2 separate regions of the Mus musculus genome follow, and region 2 is linked to region 1. Evidence: chromatin contacts called from public HiChIP or PLAC-seq data. All regions are on one chromosome and are shown on one strand. The core of a region is the stretch at or near the end of the contact, and the rest is flanking DNA. Distances in the headings are between cores, read along the strand shown.

The links. HiChIP or PLAC-seq counts read pairs in DNA pulled down with a chosen protein or histone mark.
Region 2: a contact with region 1 is called in an H3K27ac HiChIP or PLAC-seq map of neural progenitor cells, with 8 times the contacts expected there. The contact joins the promoter of Pou3f4 here to the enhancer-like site in region 1. A contact is called at or near these places in 2 of 484 Hi-C or Micro-C datasets (cerebellum and cochlea) and 10 of 115 datasets of contacts at active chromatin or transcription factors (astrocytes, differentiating embryonic stem cells, embryonic forebrain and 6 more).

What each region holds. Positions count from the first base shown.
Region 1 is chrX:110,300,846-110,305,306 of GRCm38.p6, forward strand. No RefSeq gene overlaps it. Among named protein-coding and RNA genes, the nearest start is that of Gm26108, 320 kb to the right of the region's middle. Within about 2 kb of position 2,041, at least 2 of the 459 cell types and tissues checked have an H3K27ac peak or open chromatin away from gene starts, as enhancers often do. A contact at or near this core is called in neural progenitor cells, where this site is marked.
Region 2 is chrX:110,812,201-110,816,661 of GRCm38.p6, forward strand. Pou3f4 (POU domain, class 3, transcription factor 4) reads left to right here and starts at 2,179. Exons shown (of 1, transcript NM_008901.2): 1 at 2,179-4,461. The coding sequence starts at 2,265. The coding sequence ends at 3,350.

The sequences.
Region 1 (4,461 bases), core at 791-3,290:
CAAATAAGGGGATAGTTATTAAATGGGCAATTTGTTAATAACTTTTTGTGAGGGTATAAAATGTCAAGCAATTGTATTAAATATCTGAAACAGGAGAAAGGGGAAAAGCAGAATATTTTCATATGGCAAATGTTAAAGGACTTACTGGCCCAGTTGCAAGTCTATTGGTCTTTTCTCTGCACTTAAGTTGCCAAGCATGCCTAGAGAATGATTTAGGAATGAAAATGAGCCTCCTTGCTTGAACATACACTGTATGATTCTTTTTTTTTTTTTTTTTTACTCAAGCAAAGTAAAATAAAAATGCTCAACTAAGCCAGTATGAAAGGCATATTGGAGACAACAAAGTCTATTTAGATTTCTCAGGAAGAAAAATTACCAATCTGTATTCACATGGAAAATTCCCTTTTCCTTTCCTTTCCTTTCCTTTCCTTTCCTTTCCTTTCCCTTTCCCTTTCCCTTTCCCTTTCCCTTTCCCTTTCCCTTTCCCTTTCCCTTTCCCTTTCCCTTTCCCTTTCCCTTTCCCTTTCCCTTTCCCTTTCCCTTTCCCTTCCCCTTTCCCTTTCCCTTTCCCTTTCCCTTTTTCTTTCCCTTTCCCTTTCCCTTTCCCTTTTTCTTTCCCTTTCCCTTTCCCTTCCCTTCCCTTCCTTTCCCTTCCCTTTCTTTTCTTTCCTATTCTCAAAAAGGCTATGGGCTATTTGAAGTATCCCTAAAATATCTGCTAAAACTTGAGATTGTCTTTTTCTTTCTTAAAGGAGTTTACAACAAGGAAAGAATTTGCATCTAAATGCTTTCTACAACAAACATAGCAAAAGGACATACAACTTTCTGCCACTTTCCCTCTTGATATAAAATTCATTTTGGTGATATGAACAGGAGCAGACTGGGTTTGGAGGGTAGAAAATGATTATGAAGAGAAGAGGATCAGCTAGAGCAAATTTTAAATTACCAAAATGGCACCTAATGCTTTTTATACTAATGAAAGTATAGAGCATTAAAAAACGTGTTGCATTTAATTTATTTTCAAAGACAGAATGAATATATTAATTAATTTCTAGTTGTAAATGTAAGATTTTCACTATATAAAATCCCAACAAAATAGTAACTGTATAAGGAAAAGTAATTTGTTTTAATTAGAATAAAACTGATTTTTAAGACTTTTCTTAAAGTAATATTAAAAGCAAAAAGTTTTAAAATGCTAGGCACCAAATATTCATATCGCATATTTGTATGTACTCTTTATGGTTGAAATTTGAAGTTCCTGAATATTATACAATAGTAAAGAAAAACAATCACTTTTTAAAATCATGAGTCTATTATCATACATTGATTTGATTGTAAGGGATATGCTAACACTGTAAACCACAGTGTTCTTTTCCTTTACCTGTGTCAGCAATAACCCTTGAGTTACAGCTGTGCCATTAGTCTAGATCATTGTTCATTTATTCATTCATTTTATTTGAAACATTTTTTTGCTATTCTGCTTTTCTTGCTATTTAGGTGCTATGTGCATTATGAAAATGGAGATAGCATTGTTTGTGATGTTGAAAAGCCCACGATGGTTCTAAATGCAAAGAAAAAAAGGAAGAAAGAAAGAAAGAAAGAAAGAGAGAGAGAGAGAGAGAGAGAGAGAGAGAGAGAGAGAGAGGAAGGAAGGAAGGAAGGAAGGAAGGAAGGAAGAAAGAAAGAAAGAGAGGAAGAGAGAAAGAGAAAGAGAGAAAAAAGACGTCTGCAACACATAGGCTGAGTTGGTTTGCTACGATAATTACAATGGTGCACAAACTAACTGTAAATGTTATATGAAAAGTTTGATTTTTATTCTGTAAGTAAAAAAAGAAAGTGGAAAGTTTCTCTTCCTTTTTTTTCTTTTCAAAGGAGAGATCTGATGAAAACAGTGCTCTTCTGAAGATACAATTTCTTGCCCTTTTTGTTGTGCTGAATTAAAATAGCAAGGAGGCTGAAAGCAAACAGGCCAGTGAGGAAGCCAGTGTCATGGGAGGCGGCAGAATTACAATGGTACTGCCAGTGTACAAACACAGAAGGAAAAGTCAGTCAATTCCAGTGACTGCTTGGCTGCGGCTGGAAACTGGAGCAACAAAAGGATGGAGTGCTAGCTGGCCACTGAAGGAATTGAAAGGGAATAGTTTCTGATGTTAACTTCAAAACCTGGTAATATTGTCTTTGATAACAGCAGTAGATAAATGGAGCACCTCTGTATATGCACTGGTGCTGGTGTTGAGTTTCAGTTTTAGTGGAAAAGTTTATGAGAAAAGAAAAAGAAGAAAGAAAACAAATTCCAGAAATTCCACATTTTGGCAATGAATTTTAACTAAAGGACCTAGGCCTAAACATTAGAAGCTCCTGGTCATATTCTGGGTCTTACCAGAAGCCATTTCTCTGTTCCCCCTTCTCTTTGTCAGCAGGCTGCATGCAAACATACTTCTCTCCCAGGGATATTCACTGAGGGAAGAGGGAGTGATTAGCCATTTGGAGAGGGAAGTGGACATAGAAATACTACCTTCCTTATGCTCAGTACAAACCAACTCACAGGGTAACAATGGCAATGGGCAAAATCGAAAGAAGACACTTTGGTGATTATACACACACACACACACATATGAGAGAAGAAAAAAAGGGGGGGGGGCACCTCAGTCAGTACCTGTTGGTCACCTCTAGGTCTGCACCAGTGAGTGCTTGCCTCTAAGGAACCCTTTTCTCTTTTCCTTCATGAAGCTGGTTAGACCATAGAAAGCAAGTGAAATCATCTTCTGAGGGGCACTGGGAACACATGAAATGAGAGGGGGCAACTTTTAACTGGGTGATTTTTCACGTCTATAAAGTCCGCTTGGATTTTTCACTCGAACACAATAGTACTAATCTTGTGTCTATAGAGCCTCTCTTTATAGAGAATTCTGATTATATTTTTTTTTAAAATTGATGCAAAGAAAAAATATTTACTTTTAGAGTACTATGTATAATTTACATTAAATTTCCTGTGGGAAACAACAGTAATAATGTTATGCAAAGACTGAAAGGAATCACTAGAGTTGGCGTTTTTCCCACTTTCCTTTTACCACTTCCTTATATATATTCACCAGATCATTTCCTTATAAAGCAGAAGTAGACTGACCAAATTATACATTTGGTTGAGAGAATAAATAGTCACTGTTATGATCCGAAAGATCCTCTAGTACTTTCATTGAAATATTTATTTTTGTACTAGATTACCTAATGAAACTCCTCCAGTCCTTTCCAAGAGATTAGCAGAAAGCATATTAAACTATTCAGGTTTGTTCCAGTTTCCCAAGACACAGAGAAATCCTGAAAGGACATGTGATTTCTGAATGCATGCTGTCAAGTGAAAGCAGCCGAAAAAGCCAGAAGAACACATTTCTCTCCTAGGCATGTTTCCTCTGGTACAGACAAGAAAGCCAGAAGATGGCAAGTTACATTTTCATAAACAGCTTATCAGGCCACAGCCTAGTTTAAAACCCAGAAGGAAATCCACAACAGAAACTTCAGAAAGCTAAAGCATACTCACTATAAAAAACAAAGGGACTGAAGATCTGAAATATTGAAAGGGAAATAGGCGACTGCCTGAAGATCCCATATAAGGAGGTAAAAGAGAAACTTTACAACCGAAAGTTTTAATATTATGATAACTTGTACCAAAGATCAAAAGGAAAAAATAGAATTGCAGTTCTGAAAGTGTTAAATACATGAAAATATTAGAGATAGAAAATTTCCAACAACAGAAATATCTCTAGATACTGCCTCATTTTGCTTTTTAAGAATTAACTATGGAAATAGGCAAACTCAACCTCACCTCTTACCTTAGGTTAAGACATACAGTAAGTTCAAACCACAGACTGAGACACTGAGAACAGCTCGCAGAGAAGCATTTTAATTCAGTCATTTGGCCTAGAGTTTAAGAATGAAAAGACATTCAGACCATTGCTGCCAGGATTGTGAACTGATTTTGTAAACTAAATGGAAATCCCTCAAATTGAAAGGGAAAATAAAATGTATATCTGAGATTTGTGTGATCGTGGTCAAAGTCATTTTTCCATCTACAAAATCTCTCTCACACACAAATATGCCTTATTTTAAATTTCTCTAAGAAAACATCACACATGATGCCGTTCAAAATAAGCAGCTTATTGGTGTTGTTGTTTTGTAATGAATAGTTCACAGTGAGCTCCGATTACAGGCTGCATGGTTAAAGCAACCAAGGTATCAGTCTGAGAGGTTTACGAAGTTGTAGGAATCACCTTTTACAACAGCACACTCTACAAATACCTGGGGTTCACACTCTCCCTCCCAAATCACATCCATCCTTTGTCCTCTTAGAAAAGAACAGAAAAAAAAAACCTCTAAAAATAGATACAACTAGTTTTACAAGTGAGCAAATTGGCTGGAGTTTTAAAACTTTTTCAGTTTTATTTCTTCATTGTATTTATTTGG
Region 2 (4,461 bases), core at 929-3,428, 510 kb after region 1:
GCACAAATTGGATTGCATTCTTGTAAAAAGATTATGCATACATTCAGCAGTAAGAAACAGCCTACCTCATTCCTCCACAGAAAAGAGAAGAGAGGTAGAAACAGACACACAGAGATGGAGAGAGAGTGTCTGCGCACCAGAGTGTTAGAGGGAGGGAGGGAAGGACAAGAGGGTGGAAGGGAGGGAGGGAGAGAGGGAGGAAGGAAGGGAGGGAGGGAGAGAGGGAGAGGCAGAGGGAATGAATCGATTTCTAGGTTAAAAGCAGATAAGCCCTTACAATAGGGCATCAGCAAATGAACCTACAATTTCAATGAGGGAGCAAGGAGGATGGCGAAAGATCCTCTCTGCCAGTAATTACTAAGTGTTTATCTTTAAGAGCAAAAGAAAGATTTCAAACAGATGCAAGGTTTTCTCCCCTAAGAAACGCCATTTACATTTACCAATCTCCGCTCCTATTACTTTATGCTGTCATAAAAATAATCACCAATTTCATAGGAAATAGATGCTCCTTAGCTATATAAAGGAATGGCAGAATAAGCTCACCTTGTTCTTATTTTTTTTTTCTCATTTTCTTGCATTTTCTTCAGATCTGTCTTCTTAGAGAAACTAATGCCTTAATGACTTTCTGGTAGCTGCAAGCCTTCTTTTATTTCAGCTAAATATATGAAAATGTATGCAAATTTAAATCAAGCTTAACCTAGGAGCTCTTGCAATATATTTAATGGAATTTCAAACCAATAAGGGAACTCTGATGCCGTCTTCTGTAAGAGCAAATATAATTACACAGCTAGGTTGCCTCCAAAATTACAAAACAAAAGGGCATTTTTAAAACTTCAAATTTGGTGTGGGGTAGTGTGTTTTGCTTTTTCCCAGCTGCTAGTGTAATTCTAAAATCTTTGCATTTCTCCTAACTCTGCTTCCAAGCAACAACACCTTTACATGGGGCTGTGAAGGTAGTGGAGTTAGTCTACTCTGACTCATAAAAGCCTTTCTTTTAACCAAAATTTGAAAAACAGTTGGGTCCCCAAGGCTGAAAGCTAACTCAAGCTTTGTGGCAGTTGTGGAGGGATGGAGGAGTTGAAAAAGATGTCTAGCCACCAAGATCTCTCTCACCGGATTTCTTCCAGTTTTCCCCCACCCCCTTCATCTCCCTGCTCTTCTCTTCCCTCTCTCCTCATTTCTCCTCTCTGATTCTCTAAATTTTCAGAAATTCGTAGAGGAAGCATGATTCTCAATATTTCCTTCTCACTGCCAAGGAAGCAGGATACAAATGTTTCAAAGAGTTGTCAAGGGGCAGCATTAGGCAGGCATGGTGTTATGAATGCCTTCCCTTCTGCCTACTGGGAGTGGGGGAGTGGGTTTTCAGTGTGTCGGGGTGAGCGTGAAAGATGACTGCGGGCTTCAGCAAGCAGCTCCCCTGGCATAGTGGAGAGACCTCTGATGGAAACTGGCAGGGGAGCCAAGATAAAGCCAGGTTTCCAATTAACCAGCAAACTTCAAACTGACTGAGTCTTCCAAAGATCACTTTAAGATTTACATTCCAAAACCTTCATACACTGAATCTAAATTTTAAGAAAAAAAAGGGGGGGGTATCGTTTAAGCTTTTTAATTTCTTATAAATGAAATATAAGTGAGCAACATATACTGGGATAACGTTTATTGGATCATGGAAATTTTATTTGGGGTTCTGACCTAAGACATCGCTCTTTGCTCAAAGTTTGCAGATGCCTTTTATTTTCCCTGTCCACACATTAACCCAAACGCTAACTAAACCGGAATTCTTTCATGCATTAAGATCAAAATGATATTTTAATTTGTTTTATTTATTTGTTTTAATTTAAATAAGTTAAAAGGCGACCTGAAACTGAAGTTAGCCTCCTCGCTGCCCCTCCATACAAATATCTACCTTCTATTTATTCTCTGCCACTAACAGCCTTGTAGTCTCCGGGAGGGGGGAAAGGGTTAACTAAAAGAGCCGCTGCCACTCTGAGCTAGGCAGCCAATGGAGCCTAAAGATTGATTCACTTCCTGCTTGGGTCTCACTGAAACTCCCGAGCTTTGCCAGCCTAATTTGGAAAGCGAGCTCGGCCTCCCGCACCACCATTGGCTGTGTTTATGCCTGGCCAGGCCAAGTCGCACTGCGATTGGCCTCCGCGGGTGCCGGTAACCCGCGCTAGCGGCTTTGGTTCCCCCGCACCATAGATGTCAAAGGCTGAAGCTGCTCCCTTTGCCACATTATAACTAGTAGAGGATCCTCATCGACCATGGCCACAGCTGCCTCGAATCCCTACAGCATTCTCAGTTCCAGCTCCCTTGTCCATGCGGACTCCGCGGGCATGCAGCAGGGAAGTCCTTTCCGCAATCCTCAGAAACTTCTCCAAAGTGACTACTTGCAGGGAGTTCCCAGCAATGGGCATCCCCTCGGGCATCACTGGGTGACCAGTCTTAGCGACGGGGGCCCGTGGTCCTCCACATTGGCCACCAGCCCCCTGGACCAGCAAGACGTGAAGCCGGGACGCGAAGATCTGCAACTGGGCGCAATCATCCATCACCGCTCGCCGCACGTAGCCCACCACTCGCCGCACACTAACCATCCGAACGCCTGGGGAGCGAGCCCTGCTCCAAACTCGTCCATCACGTCCAGCGGCCAACCCCTCAATGTGTACTCGCAGCCAGGCTTCACCGTGAGCGGTATGCTGGAGCACGGGGGACTCACTCCACCACCAGCTGCTGCCTCCACACAGAGCCTGCATCCAGTGCTCCGGGAGCCTCCAGACCATGGTGAGCTGGGCTCGCACCACTGCCAGGACCACTCTGATGAAGAGACTCCAACCTCTGATGAGTTGGAACAGTTCGCCAAACAATTCAAACAAAGAAGAATCAAGTTGGGCTTCACGCAAGCCGACGTGGGGCTGGCACTGGGCACACTGTATGGCAACGTGTTCTCGCAGACTACCATCTGCAGGTTCGAGGCCTTACAACTGAGCTTCAAGAACATGTGCAAGCTGAAACCGCTATTAAATAAGTGGCTGGAGGAGGCTGATTCATCCACAGGAAGCCCGACCAGCATTGACAAGATCGCTGCTCAAGGCCGCAAACGCAAGAAGCGAACCTCCATCGAGGTGAGTGTCAAGGGCGTACTGGAAACACATTTCCTCAAGTGTCCCAAGCCTGCAGCGCAGGAGATCTCCTCGCTGGCAGACAGTCTCCAGTTGGAGAAAGAAGTGGTGCGTGTCTGGTTCTGTAATAGAAGACAAAAAGAAAAAAGAATGACTCCGCCAGGGGATCAGCAGCCACACGAGGTTTATTCGCACACGGTGAAAACAGACGCGTCCTGCCACGATCTCTGACTGGAGGAAGCAAGGAGGTGGCCCGCTGCACTGGGAGCAGTGCTGATACAATTCTCTCTTTACCTTCCTTTCAGCATTACATCCTTTATTGTTGCTATCTCTCTAGCTTGCTAGCTCTTCTTTTCTTTCACAGGGGTTTCTAACTTCTTATGACTTATGTTAAGAAAAGAAACACACACACGCGCGCGCGCTCAGGCAAACACGCACGCACGCGCGCGCGCGCGCGCGCGCACACACACACACACACACACACACACACACACACACATACACACACACATTCAGGCTTCTCAACTCTGAAACACAATTATATTAAGAAGTCCAGGTGGGGACCCTGTATTCCCTGCTGCCAGGACAATTTCCCTCCAACCTTTTTCTGCTGATCAATATATATTGTTTACTCTGAGTAAGATTTGTTTGGTTGCTCCTCTCTAAGAAGGGCAAGGAGCTGGGTAACGGGTGGGGGGCGGGGGAGGGTGGGAAGACAGATGTGTGCCTATGAATAACCTTTCAGCGCCTTGGTTATAGCAGCTGTATTTCAGGTGAAATCTGTTTTACAATAGACTAGTTTTGCATTTTTTTAAAACTTCTATAGCGTTTCTAATTGTCTGCGGTGTTTTACTACAAGCTGTACACAATATTTGTGAGATAATTTGTATCTAATCGACCACTCCACATTATTATTGCTATTATTATTATTTCTTCATTGAGCTGATGGGTTTTTAATTGCTTAAAAAGGGAGGGAGGCTGAAAGGAGGAGAGAGAAAAATGCTCACCTCCTGCACTCCCACACTTGAGGAGAGGATATGGTGGAGAAAGTTGTTGATGCTTCTATTTTCCCCCCCGGAACTGAGTGCCTATATGGGCAGAACAAGCAAACTGAATAGGTTTGCAAAGTAGCCTGAAGGCTATTTCGCTGCTTTTTTGCCCCCTCCCCCGACTTTCACGGAACTGTGGAGCCCTGGAAGGCTTCCACAGCACAGATCCCGGTGCCCCAGAAGGATTCAGCTGTGGCGCGAAGAATGGGATGTGAGCGACCTGAAGGATTCTGAATTCACCAAGGTCGTGAATGCCTGTGCGTGAAGTTTCCCACAGGCCGCCAGCTTAGTCG